Linked DNA regions of Triticum aestivum: region 2 is linked to region 1. A link is a contact called in public Hi-C data. All regions are on one chromosome and are shown on one strand. The core of a region is the stretch at or near the end of the contact, and the rest is flanking DNA. Distances in the headings are between cores, read along the strand shown. Region 1 holds the start of LOC123105948 (serine/threonine-protein kinase ATG1a). Region 2 holds the start of LOC123105949 (endoribonuclease Dicer homolog 1).

Region 1 (6,480 bases), core at 574-3,073:
ACATTCGATTTATTATACTTTAGAAGTGCTACTGTCAAAGGCTATGGCGGTAGCCACTTTTCACATCATTTTGTTAGAAGACTTCTGATCTATTTATTTTTAATCATGATAGTACAACAGACATCAGAAATAATAAAAATTACATCCAGATCCGAGGCCACCTAGCGATGACTACAAACATTGAAGCAAGCCGAAGGCGCACCGTCGTCATCGCCCCTCCCTCGCCGGACCAACACAACAGAACAACAATCGCTCCGATTAAGAGTAGCGTAGATCAAAAGGATCCAACCTGAAAACACACAAACGCGGACGAACTACAACCAGATTCAAACAAATCCACCAAGGATAGATCTACCAGAGACACACCTCCACACGCACACCGGTGATGCTAGACACACCACTCGGATGGGGGCTAGGCGGGAAGAATCTTATTCCATCTCAAGAAAGCCGCCCCCGTCTCGTCTTCCTGAGTAGGGCACAAACCCTCACAAAACTCGAATGAGCATATGAAAACAGAGCCCTCCCACTAACAAGGCCCGGAATCCGTCGCGCCGCAATGATCCTAAGGCCATCGGGGACAAGACGGACCGGCGCGAGGCAATGGCGGAAGGTAAAGGAATCCTAGTCTTTTCTTAGGGGAGGAGGCGGCTGCGTACAGGAGCCTTTGCCACATCATTTTTGATAGCTAGGATTGACCAAAAGTCTATCGCCGTTGATCATGGCAGTAGCCTATATATTTCTACGCCAACGTGTATACAATATGGGACCAAGATCTTGTTCAACAAGTATTTTAATGATGATGATGTCCCACACATTCTGAGTATTCCTATTAAGGAGGGATTTGATGATCTTCCAGCCTGGCATCCCGACCCGAAAGGTAACTTTTCGGTTCGTTCAGCTTACAAACTCAAACTTCAGTTGGACGATGTTGCTGCAGGTCAAACATCAACTTTCACTGTAGCAGATCCGACAACAAATGCAACAAAGGTTTGGGCCAAGCTTTGGAGTTTGAAAATGCCTAGGAAAATCATCATGTTCCTTTGGAGATTGAGTCACAACACCCTTCTTGTCCGGTTAAATCTTAAACGTCGTGGAATTGACCTGGATACCATCTGTCTGATGTGCAATCGCCTTGACGAAGATGGTGGCCATGCCTTCCTCAAATGTAAATTTGCAAAGGCTTTTTTGCGGGAAGCTAAACAGGAGCATGTAAGGGGTTTGATTCTCAGTTGTACCGATGCAAAAAAAACGTGTATACAATAGGAAAAGGGTTAGATTTTTAACTTTTTTACAAACTAAGGTCAAATCGTGCTAATTTTTTGTTAAAGGGTCAAAACAGTGATTTTGTCCCATCACACGACACCTGTCACGTCACCGCACTAGTAGCCTATGCTATGAAGCAACAGCTTGTGCCACAGGACACCCACTCGCAGAGGAAACCGTTTTAAAAAGCTTGCAAAGGCACACGCCGGGCCATACCCCGCTTTCCCACGGGTGGGCCCCCACCCGAGCATAAAGAAAGAAGCCGTCCGCACCCACTGACGGCACGGCCCGCCGTATCGAGCAAACCGTTTCCTATACGAGGTCTCTGACATGTGGGGCCTAGCTAGATTGACCGCCACGGCCCCAAATATCCTTTCCCCCATCGGGAGAGGCCACCACCAGCACGCGGGCCCCGTGCCGTAATCCAAACCACCACCGGCACGGCAGCAGTACACGCTCTCGTCTCGCTCGCCCCCAATACGAACTCGCCGGCCGGCGACGGCGACTCGGCCCGGCCGCGGCGGAGGCGACATGGAGGAGGAGAGGGCGGCGCCGCCGCGGGTGGTGGGGGAGTACGAGCTCGGGGAGATGGTGGGGAAGGGGACGTTCGCGGAGGTGTTCCGCGCCGTGCACGCCCCCACCGGCGCGCGCGTCGCCGTCAAGGAGATCGACCGCCGCCGCGTCGACGACCACGTCCGCCGCGGCATCCTCCAGGAGATGAGCATCCTCGGCAGCCTCTCCCACCCCAACATCCTGCGCCTCATCAACACCATCGAGGTAGGTGTCCACCCCCTTCACCAAATCTCCGGCCCCCGCCGTCCGCGCTACTACTGTAGTCGCGATCGAACTCAGTGTGGTAAAAATGCCTCGCGGTTTTCGCCGCAGACGGGGGAGAAGCTGTTCCTGGTGCTGGAGTACTGCGACGGGGGCGACCTCGAGGCCTACAGGCAAACGCACGGCGGGCCGCGCAACCGGCTGCCGGAGGCCACCGCCAGGGACTTCGCCCGGCAGCTCGGTGAGTTCCCAATCGAGCCGAGTGTTCCCTTTCCCCTTTTTATTACTGTATATCCTGGGACTGTATATGTTTTGATGCGCCACTGCTGTTTGGTGTTTTGGATCATCAGCCGAGGGGCTCAAGGTGCTGAGGGGCCAGAGGATCGTGCACCGAGACCTCAAACCCCAGGTTAGATCTTACGCCCTTTTCTATTGGATTTCTTAGGGTTTACGGTTGGTCTGGGCGTGAACTTTTTTGGCATTTTTGGCTGGAATCTGTCGCTAATTGGGCCAGATCGGTAATTTGTGATGTTTTTTTTGCGCTAAGCGCCAAAACTAAGAGTAGGGTCCCGTGTAAAAGGGTTTCCATAATTATCAACTGAACTTAAATTATTGGTCAAAAGCTAAGCTTACATTTATAGCCGCAATCAATGTCAGTTTACCATCAAATGCCAAACTGCGTGGAGAATTGTGCTGTTCACTCATGCTTGTATTTGAACTTCAGTCATCAATAACAAATTTCATGTGGAAAATTTGTGTAGTTATTTATCTGGCCTGGTTACTTGTTCTATCGAATATCTTCAGAGATGCATTATTTTCTCCGTACTGATTGAGCTGTGAATCACGCAGAACCTTCTGCTATCAGCCGATGGGGACGCCATTACATTGAAAATTGGCGATTTTGGGTTTGCCAGGTGAGAGGTTTATTCTCAGTGTCGCAGTTATAGGACTATCTTCCGTTCTCTAAAGATTGAAATTGCTGGGGAGATGCAGACCAATACCAAAATATTTAGACCATTATCTGCTGTCAAGTGTTTTTATTTCCACAACGGCATGGTTTATTGGTCTTATTAATACTCACATTTGCTCCAAGCATGTTGGTTCTGAATTCTGTACTCATTGTGAGTTCTCTTTCTGTTTCATTGAGTTTTTTTTATAAGTGCAAGTGTACAACTGAAAACTATCTTCTCGCTTCAGATCTCTGATGCATGAAAATTTGGCTGCCACTTTTTGTGGCTCTCCATATTATATGGCCCCAGAAATCTGGCGAGGGGATAAATATGATGCAAAGGTATGTTTATTAACCGCTTTAAATTCACGGATCTTAAAATTAACCAGGCAATAATGTCTACCTGAAAACTTTGCAGGCAGATTTATGGAGTGTTGGAGTCATTCTTTTCCAGCTAGTAACAGGGGAGCTACCATTTCTTGGGGAGAATAGAGTGGAGGTTTGCTTGTAACACTGTACCATTAGTTGTACTCGCATAATCGCAATACACATATATAGCCTAACACACTGCTGCTTGCGCTTTGTTGACGGATTACAGCTGTGCGAAAAAGTATTGTCATCTAGTGGCCTCAGTTTCCCTCCAGATATAGAGGCTGATTTACATCCTGAGTTTATTGACCTGTGCAGAAGACTCATATGCCTTGATCCAGGTGGGTCTGCCATTTTCACTTCATTTTGTGTCTGGAAATAAGGCGTATGATAATTAATACTCACTGCAGTAATCTTTGTTCAACTTTCTTTTAGGCCATTTAATCTAGCCATTCATCGCAGAATCAGATTGAAAATTGCTTTCAATTTTGCAGCGGAGAGAATGCCTTTTGAGGAATTCTTTAATCACAACTTTTTGGCAACAGCAAGGTATTCCTGTTACTCTGGTGGTAGTGTTTAAAAATCACAAGTCCATGGGGTAGCTTTGAGTAATCTACTTTGCTTTTAGAACTTTTTCTGTATCAAGTCCTGTAAGTTTAACTCAGACGCCTGCTGCCCAAGTGCCCATATGAGAAGCTGCATGTATACCCCAAAAAGAAATGTACAAAAACCACGGGGAATGGTCAAATTCTGTACGAGTGAGCTCATATATGCAAGCTCTGCTCGTCTTTTTTTTGTCCTTGCAACTGCATGTAGATTAGATTTGGAATTGTTCTGGTGCGCATCACAATTTAATGCACGACTGACTTCATCATGAGCTTTTCATAAATGGGGATAACTACTCTTTGTGCAGCAATCCTGCAATCTTTTCTAGATTTCCTGAACGTTTTTGGAATAGTTAAAAGCATGCCATTTTGCACTTGGCTTGGTTGTGTCGTCATATTTATCTCGATTGTTGAATCTTGCTGATTATGCCTTTTCAGGAACAGTGAAATCGTGGATGAATCCCATCATGCTCTTGATTTAAGGGATACATGCCAGACTGTCTCTTCTGCTGTCGTCAAAGTAAAGTCTGAAAGTGTAGATTCAAAAGGTACGCTGGACACTGTCTATAAGTATAATTTGTATTTTATATCCTCTGCTTAGGCACTAATTTTGTATATTTTGCAGTATTTGATTCATGGGAGTGGATTGAACGAGAATATGTACTAGTTCAGGCAAACACTACTTCCATGGAGTTGCTGTCTTCACTTGAGAAACCAATGAAGGATGTTACAGGTGCAAGACCCCGCTGTGATGATATATCCACTATCAGTGGGCCTGTTCAGAGTCAAAACAGAGACTCACTCTATAGATTGAAATCCCATGGATGTACTCCACTGTCCGCTTCCCGTGAGTCAACTACTATGGAAAATCTGCGAGGGAGGCCACTTGATTGTTATACAAGGCTTCACCTACTGAATCAGTATATTGTCATTCTCACAGAACTTGCTCAGGAGAAGGTACTGCTGCTGCTGCAGTGGCAATTAGTATCATGTCTATTGAACACTGAACAGCATGTTCATCTTCATTCTGTCCAGTATTCAAACTGGAACTCCTTAGCTTTTTAGATTTTCTTCATGATCAGTCACTGTTTTTTTACTTCTGCGGGTAATTTGAGCTAGCAGCATAGATTTTTGAGGACATGTAGCAGTGTAGATTTCAATGTGTCGTTAATAAGGATATTTAGTGTTAGTACAACTGGTTTGCCTCTAATTGGACCACCATGCTTTCTCTACTCTGTATATCCCTTGTAGGCATGTTTTCATTTTGTCTAGACTTACTGCGTTTTTGTTTAATGTCAAACTCACGACCTTTCAACAAACCATGGTGTGGCTGGCACTTCTTTTTTCTCAGTTTTTGTTACATGGAGTTTTTTTCATAAGTCTCTGTCGCACTGTCTCAAATATCTTTTTGATGATCTTCGCTATGGTATTTATTTGATAATTTGGAAACAGTAATCCCAAATTCATCTCAACCTCACCTATGTTTGCTTTTCTGTGTTATACACAGCTTTTTAAAGGGCTGGACCTGGAGGCACTATCACTTGAACTTGTGATACTTGCTATCTGGAAAGAGGCGCTTAATGCATGTAGCTTATTGCCGGATGCTTTAGATGATGGAAGTTTTTCGACATTTGCACACGAGAATTACTTTCCTAAGAGTGATCAGCGTCTATCCCCGAATGTAGCGCATGGATTGGATTTCACTAGGCCGGCTTCTGTTCGTTACTGGGTTGAAAGTGGGTTCATCAAGGCATATGACCGTGCTGAGAAGATATCACATAGGTTGCGGGAGAACAATGGTTAGAACATTCATCCACTTATCTTCTTGCACAAGTATAATATTTGCTTTTACCGTAACCTTTTTCTGTTTCTAGATAACACTGAGATGCCAGACGCAATGGAGATCATATTCCAAACTGCTTTAGTATATGGGAAAAGTGGCGCTGTAAGTATCACTATCTAAGTCCCTTAGATGGCTGATTTAGATTTGATTTCTCTATGCACATCATGGATGTTACACCTGATTTTCATTCACAATCACATGCATAATTCAGTTAATATTTACCAGGAAATTGTTCAAATGAAGTAATACACTGATGCTCAGGATTTACCACTGGTTGTCCAGGCAGTTGGTTCTCTTGTTATAAGCCTATTAGTAGAAAACTACTGTACAAAACAAGGATGAGAACGTAGTATTTTTGTATTTTAAAAAGAAATATTTTTTATGAACAATGATACAAGCAGAAATGATCATGCGTGGCAGTCCGGGCCATCTTGTCCTACTATCTAGTTTTATGAAATGTGTAATAGGCTCCTTCACACAGTTCTTGGATGCCATTTGCTGAAACACTTGCCATGTGTAATAGGCTCCTTTACACACTCCGGGTCACTCCTGAAACACATGGTCGCTGCTAAATAATGGTGTATTGAAGAGTACTTCATGGAGTGTACTTGGATATCATTTGCTGAAACACTTTGCTCTAAGTCAAGGTGATATTGTGATGACTTGCCAGAACACAA
Region 2 (7,109 bases), core at 3,986-6,485, 160 kb before region 1:
CAAGGTCAAAGCGAATGACAACATTGCACTGTCGAATATCAAGTCCTTCCTCAGCAACACTAGTCGCAACTAACAGTGTAACCTGCAAGCCAGTTCCAGATTTAGAACTCATCTAGTGGATGTGTTTCTTAGATGTAATAACTTTGTAAAATCTATTAGAAATGAATCATGCAAGGTAAAACCTAGTTAACATTAGACTTACAACTGAAATAGTGATAAAATATAATTATGCTATAAAGAGAAACATACACGGCCATCACGAAATTTTGCAATGGTATCCTGCATTTGGCTTGTGCGCATCTCTTGATTGTTGTTATGACCTATCAAGCTTGCACATCGGATAAAGCTTAAAGATGGAAGCTCTGCAAGCACCTGTTAGGTGAACAGAGGAAAAAGAATTGGACAATGTATAAAGGATCCATACGCACCAAAACAACATAAATGGGAAAACAACAACAGCATGTTAACCTTAGGAAGAACTAATGCCGTGACAACTCGCTCCACAAAGATGATGGCACGGAAATCCTCGGTATGCTGATACTTGAGAAGGATTTTGATTAAAGCCTGCACCCTAGGGGTAACTTTCCCATCTGCCACGGCAGCTCCGATGACCTCATCTACATGTTCACCTACAGAAACAGCTGACAAAAAGGACAGCAATAGAAGAGAGAGTGAGATATACTAAAAAGTCAACTAATGGATCAAGATAATGATGAAATAAATGGTGCGAAATTACAGAACGAAACTGCATGGAGAGAGAGGAAGTGGCTGGTTTTGCCAAACTAGTACCATGGCTATCAGGCAGCTCCCCATCTTCAAGTTCACTTGGGTTGTGATTTTCACTGTTATGCATCTCAACATCATTCGTCTCACTTTTCACTGCAGCTCCCTCAGTCAACTGGCAGTGCAATAAAGCAACAACCTTCTTTAAATGTGACTCTTGAAACTTTACATCAACCTGATAGTTTGCCCTTTCATCATTCTGCAATACTGTCAAAAAGGACACTGCAACCTGAAATCATGTATAAGTGAACTGTCAAAAATATGTGACAATTAACAACATGCCATTGTTGAATATCAAGCGAATACCTTATAAGCACACCATTGACCTAGTTCACCTAAAGCATAATTTATAGCTCTCAACTTCTGGATTAAATTAGCTGCGCCATCACTTTCTGTACGCTCAGAAACACCATAGACAAGGCGCAGCTCATCTCTAGACCCAGCATCCCTGGCTCCCATAAACTGCCACTTTGTTCTCTTAGAGCTACAGAGTGCAGCTTCTTCAACAGCAACTTCCATTTGTTTGATCTGCTCATGCAGGGAACAAAGGGTGGCTGCTTTGTCATACTGGACAACGACTTCAAAAGGCATGGGGACATGTTTCTCAAGCTCTTTCCGATCTTTAATAGTACAAACAATGGAATCCAGTTTACTCTCAAGATTTCTTATCTTGATGGCACAATCTTCTTGGCTAGTGACTCCTGTCCAGATAATAGTAAATAGCATGAGAAAAACAAGAAGATGAAATTATATACATGAAATAGTGAGTGAAAAAATAAAAAGGGAAAAGGTAGCAGGAGAAAAAGAGCAGAGCAGTACCCTTTAGGTTGACAGGAGAAGCTGTCATGCCAAAAACAACTGGCCTCTTATCCTTCGGAGTTGTGTGATAAAATTCTGACATCACTAAAGAATATGGATGTTTTTTCACTGCATGATGGCACTCATCTAAAATTAAAAGATGTATGGCATCCATTTTAATGATACTGTGCCTGAGGATGTTTAACAAAATTTGAGCTGTCATAACTAGTACCTGCATGAAAGGGCTCTGTTTAATGTAAGTGAATCATACATAGTGTTTAGTACAGTGCAGTTATTTAGTTTGCGACTGTAAAGTGCAAAATTGTTTCCATAGATGGATGTGCATCATACACACACTGCAAATAATGCAGTAAGTTGAGAGGTACTTCCTCCGTCCGGAATTAACTGTTGATGCTAGATACATCCATTTGAGAGACAAGCTTGGGACAAGCTTTTTCAGACGGAGGGAGTACTATCTACACACTTAAACGCGTCTAGATACACTCATTTCAGCAACAGTATACACTAATTTCGGCGACAGTTAATTCCGGATGGAGGTTGTACTAAGCAGTGTCCTATAAAACAATTCTCTTTTACTATCCAACAACTTCATTCTACTTCTAAAGCAGTACTCCCTCCGTAAAGAAATATAAGAGCATTTAGATTACTAAAGTAGTGATCTAAACGCTCTTATATTTCCTTACAGAGGGAGTATCCTATAAAACAATTATTGTTTCCTATTCAGTAGTTCTTCTTTTTTACTTCTAAGTGGTATCCTATAAAACAATTCTCTTTCCTATCCAACAGCTGCTTCATTTTTACCTATTAGGCAGTATCCAATAGCCACTATTGAGGTCACAATAAAAAGGTCATGACTACAAATGAAGAATGTGCTGACAGAAGTGATGTATATGTGAACATGCCAACAAAAATCTAGAGAAGATATGAACATTATATATGTGATATATACACCAACGCAATTGCACTAAATCAAAAAATATATAAGAAACTGACCAATTAACAGCATCATTAACCATAACCTGAAAAGCACCAATACTTCAAAGCCCGTTTTATCCGCATATAAACATGTGTGATACGCGATACACCGGATATGTGTATCCCCATTTTCTGATTAAAATAAATAAATGATGATACACAGCCAGGACATCGTCGGTACGTCGGGGACACGAGAATGCGCAGCCCGGTAAAGCCCAACTACTAACAACAACAGACAGCTCTCATCCCATGCTATTCAATCAAAGATTGGATCGAGCGCATGACTGCGCCTGGGCATCACTTCCGATGCCTCCATCGCCTGGAGCCAAGCAAAGCAATGGAACTTCCCCTGCTCCCAAATACCCTGCTCTCCTCTGGTATGGGAGTGCTTGCTTCGTTGCTTGTGTGCGTGCAGCGTGCTGGCTGGCTGGCTGGCTGCTGCAATTGAAGTATTGATTGCTGTTGCCTAGCTACTGCTGGTGCTGGCTGGCTGCTACAGTTGAAGTGTTGATTCCAAATACAGAGGGATTTGAAGCAATGGAGGGCATGAAAAGAGGCACGGAGACGGCAAATGGGGCAATATTTGATCTCATGTGATATCTCAAAATCATTCTGTCTTTATTACATGGATTTTTATTAGTTATTCCATATCGCCTATGACTGTTTCTAGAAATTGCAGTATCCCTTGTCCCCGCTTCCATATCCCCGTGTCTGTCCCCGTATTGATGCTTGCTGGAGCATAACCAGAGTGATCTTGTTCCAAAACAATATATAGATTTAGGCAAATGTTTAGCATAGAACTAGGTCACAGGTCATTATACACGGCAATAAGAACAGTATGAAAGGGGATGAAAAATAGAAGAATGACCTGTTTCGAATCAAATTCTCGCTGCCACTTTCTAGCATCCCAGAAATCCTGACCCATCTCTCCACAGTAGTGCCCGACCCGATAGCCAGTCCTCTCGCGTATCACCTCAGCTTGCTGCAATTTCAGCAACACGGTTACACCCACAAAATTCGAAACCTTAATCACTGAAAGGTCAGTCATGTATGTACTGTATGTACTACCTGATACACAAGAGGCACCTTGGGAACCAAGAACACAGCAAGTATTTTCCTGTTCTCCTTCATCATTTTGTCACATATGCTTTTGATGAGCAGCACAGCAATGAGAGTCTTCCCCGCGCCGGTCTCGAGGAAGGCTATGGTGTTTCTGCTCTTTGCTTGCTCAAGCACCTCCAACTGGTAATGTCTCGCCTGCTCCTCTGCGAGAGGCTTCTCCTTCTGGGCAGAAGCCGCCTTATCCGCCTCTGCATTCTTCTCCACGGAGCCTCCGTTCTGTGTCCTGGCACGCTTTCCCTCGCGCTCAGACTCCTGCTCCCAGGTGCCAGGGCGGAACACCATCTTGCCGCCGCGGTCCCGCTCCCAGAACCCTCGAGCCTCGCGGCGGTGGGCAGGGTTACTGTCGCGGTCGCGCTTGCGGGGCCTGTCAACGAAGTCGCGCCTCCCACGCCGTTCCTCCCAACCACGCGAGGGAGGCGGAAGCATCGGGCGCCGCCGCGAATCAGGGCGTGGCTCCCCGTGAGCCCCAGGGGCGAGGCGAGGACGCTTCCCATCTCTCCACTCCCCGGCGCGACCGCCGTTCGTGGAACCACCATGCGACTCCCTTCTCGGCTCCCTCCTTGGGTCGACGCTTCTCGTCTCCTTCCGTGGCTCGACGCTTCTCGTCTCCCTCCTCGGCTCGACAGCCTGGCTCCTCTGCCCCGAGCCCACCACCGCCACAGCATTGTCGGCCACAGACGCAGCAGCAGTCTCCTGCACCCGCTCCGCTGGCGGCGGGGGAACCACAGGCTGAGACGGCGGGGGCTGCGGCGCGGGGGCGGGGGTGCTCTCGTCGTTGATGCTCTCGAGTATCAGGTCTATCTCGTCGACCAAGCCGTCTTCGACGCCGCAGTCCATGGCGGGCAAGAGGCCCGGGTCGAAATCCGCGGACGCGAAGTCGATGCCGCAGTCCATGGAGGGCAAGGGCACGAGCCCCGGGGCGAAGTCGATGCCGCTGCCGCTGTCCATGGCGGACATGAGGCCCGGGTCGAAGTCGGCGGACGCGGCGAAGTCGAAGAGCAGGGACGGGTCGTCCTCGTCCTCGCACGCGTCGTACCAGTAGGACACCGCCCCCGGGTGCGCGCCGCCGCCTCCTCCTCCCGCCATCTCCCCCGCGGCTGCAGCTGCAACCGGAGCAAACCAATCGTCGTCACACACAACTAGCACATCAATCAATCAATCAGAGAACCACGAGGAAACAAACAGGGGAGGGGAGGGGAGGGGAAACGAATGTTGGCACTACTGCTGCTGCTCTGTGGCGGTGGCGGCGGCGCGGGAGGTCCGGTGGAGGGCGGTGGCGGTGGCGAGAGAGCGGAAGAGAAAGAGGCGGTGATAAACCGTACGAATCACGCAATCGAACCAATCGAGTGGGGCGAGGGAGATGCGAATGCGATTCCGATATGGCGGCGACCGGTCTCGATCCGATTCGATTCGATTCGACGGTGTATCAACGCTACTCTTTCTCTTCTCCCTCTCTGCTGATCTCCACTCCTCTCTCTCTCTCTCTCTCTCTCCGATATGAGCGGAAAGAGATGGGGGGAGGAGGACGGAGCTAGCTCGGGGCAGGAGGAGGATCCCGAATTAATGGACGCGAGCCCTCGCGGCCAGGAGCGGTGTCCCGCCGACGCGCGGGGCCCCCGGGCCTAGCTAGGGCAGCCGCGGCCGCGCGGCCCGGCCCGGCCCGGCCTGAAGCGACCCCTCGCGTGGGTCCCACCCGTCAGGCGTGGTTGTTGTCCCCCGAGGCCCGAGCGGCGCCGCGACGACTGCGAGTCGTGTGTGCACGCTGTGGGCCCCGGACGAGCGGAGGGGGAGTGGGTGCCGCCCCTGCCGCGTGCTCCAGCCACCACGGTAACTACTCCTGCTTTTTTTTTCTTTGAAAGTAACTGCTCCTGGTTTCATTTTCACTCAGAAAACAAAGGTGGTGTTTGGTTCTTTAGTCCTAGGACTTTTTCTAGTATCTAGTCCCTAAAAAATCCCTCCCTGTTTGTTTCAAGAGACTAAAAAGTCTCTGGTCCCTTCCTAGAAGTTATTAAATGACCATATTACTCCTAGTATATAAAAAAATAACAATTAAACAACATAATGGGGTGGCGGACCAATGGGTGCATGGAGGGGCATTATTGGAAAAGTCTCAAAAAGACTCTTCTTGAGAGTCTTCTTCATTTAGTCCCAAATGCCTAGTTTAGTCCGTAAAAAATCTCTCCTATTTGATAAAAAAGTCTTTAAGAAGAACTTTTCCTAGTCCCTACACGAAAAAGTCCCTGAAAATAAACACCCCTAAACTACTCCTGCAGCTTTTGATGCGCTGCAAATTCAGCTTCGGTGCACTTTTCCATCGACCATCGTAGGTGAGACTTTGAGGACGTGATTACTATGCTCCATGGCACTGCTGCTCCTAGTACTACTTCGTCAGAGTTAATTAAGTTTGCAGCCTGAGTGGATAGATAGATGGATAGATAGGACAAGGAGCAAGTGAGTGAGTCCCAATGCATGGAGCATCAAGTTCCAAAGGTCGTTGTACTAACCATCTCCGCGACACGACGCGCGCGTGCAAAGATAAGCAGATGCTTTGCTGCCCTGCCGGCACAGGCACCCCGTCCGTAGATACAACCGAACCTGGCCGCTTCGGGCCAGTGAGCCAGTCCATCCATAAAATGAGAGAAAAATGAAACAAAAACACGTCTAGGTTCGTTCGTTCAACGGAAGCGCCTTCTCGAACCCGAGCAAAATAGTACGTTAGGATACGCACAGTGACAGGACACAGGACAGGGACGGACAGTGAGTGTGAAAGACAGTGAGGAAAGGCTGCCACTGCTGTGTGTGAGTGTCAGTGTGTCACCTCCCTCCTGGAGACGAACCTACCCCGATTGATGCCGCCCGCCTGCGCGCGGTACAGCGGAGTGAGTGCTCGCCTTGCCCTTCTTCACTCACTGACAGTGGTGGCTGGAGTGAGTGACTGACCGAAGAGCAGTGGTGGTGGCATGATAGTTACGGCGGCGTCCCGACAGGGGCATGCGTCCGCTGCCTGCCCGGGAATCCTGCACGGTTGTTGTGCCTTTAAGGCAGGCGGTGCCCGCACCGGATCCCGTGCCCTGCGCCCAGCACCGGGCACTGTTGCTCCTCGACTCGACTCGTGCTGAACGATTCCGCTCGGGTCACTGCACTTTTTCGGCAACTTTATCTACTGTATTTATTTATTCGGATTCACGCTGTCTGACAAACTTCGTTCGTGCACTCGACCACTTCATTCGTCTCGGCCGGAAGCCATGGGTGGGATTCTCAGGAGTTTATTATATGGGTTGTGTGCTAAAAATCCCTTTTAGAGGCCGATCTCCATGGAGGTTGGTTTTTGAAACATTCAAAATTTATCGGAATTCATACTTTTTACATTTTAGAAAATTCTGAAGACAAAAATATAGATACACATGGGG

The links. A called contact is a pair of places that touch in the nucleus more often than the background predicts.
Region 2: a contact with region 1 is called in a Hi-C map of leaf, with 3 times the contacts expected there. The contact joins the promoter of LOC123105949 here to the promoter of LOC123105948 in region 1. A contact is called at or near these places in 3 of 5 Hi-C or Micro-C datasets (all in leaf) and 1 of 1 datasets of contacts at active chromatin or transcription factors (leaf).

Annotation. Positions count from the first base shown.
Region 1 is chr5A:681,287,026-681,293,505 of IWGSC CS RefSeq v2.1, reverse strand. LOC123105948 (serine/threonine-protein kinase ATG1a) reads left to right here and starts at 1,823. Exons shown (of 13, transcript XM_044528134.1): 1 at 1,823-2,040; 2 at 2,149-2,278; 3 at 2,388-2,446; 4 at 2,887-2,951; 5 at 3,235-3,328; 6 at 3,405-3,485; 7 at 3,585-3,696; 8 at 3,850-3,904; 9 at 4,399-4,508; 10 at 4,586-4,917; 11 at 5,468-5,759; 12 at 5,835-5,905. The coding sequence starts at 1,823.
Region 2 is chr5A:681,448,306-681,455,414 of IWGSC CS RefSeq v2.1, reverse strand. LOC123105949 (endoribonuclease Dicer homolog 1) reads right to left here and starts at 5,235. Exons shown (of 20, transcript XM_044528135.1): 1 at 4,922-5,235; 2 at 3,646-4,802; 3 at 3,446-3,559; 4 at 1,603-1,813; 5 at 1,090-1,484; 6 at 790-1,012; 7 at 469-641; 8 at 250-372; 9 at 1-82. The coding sequence starts at 4,785.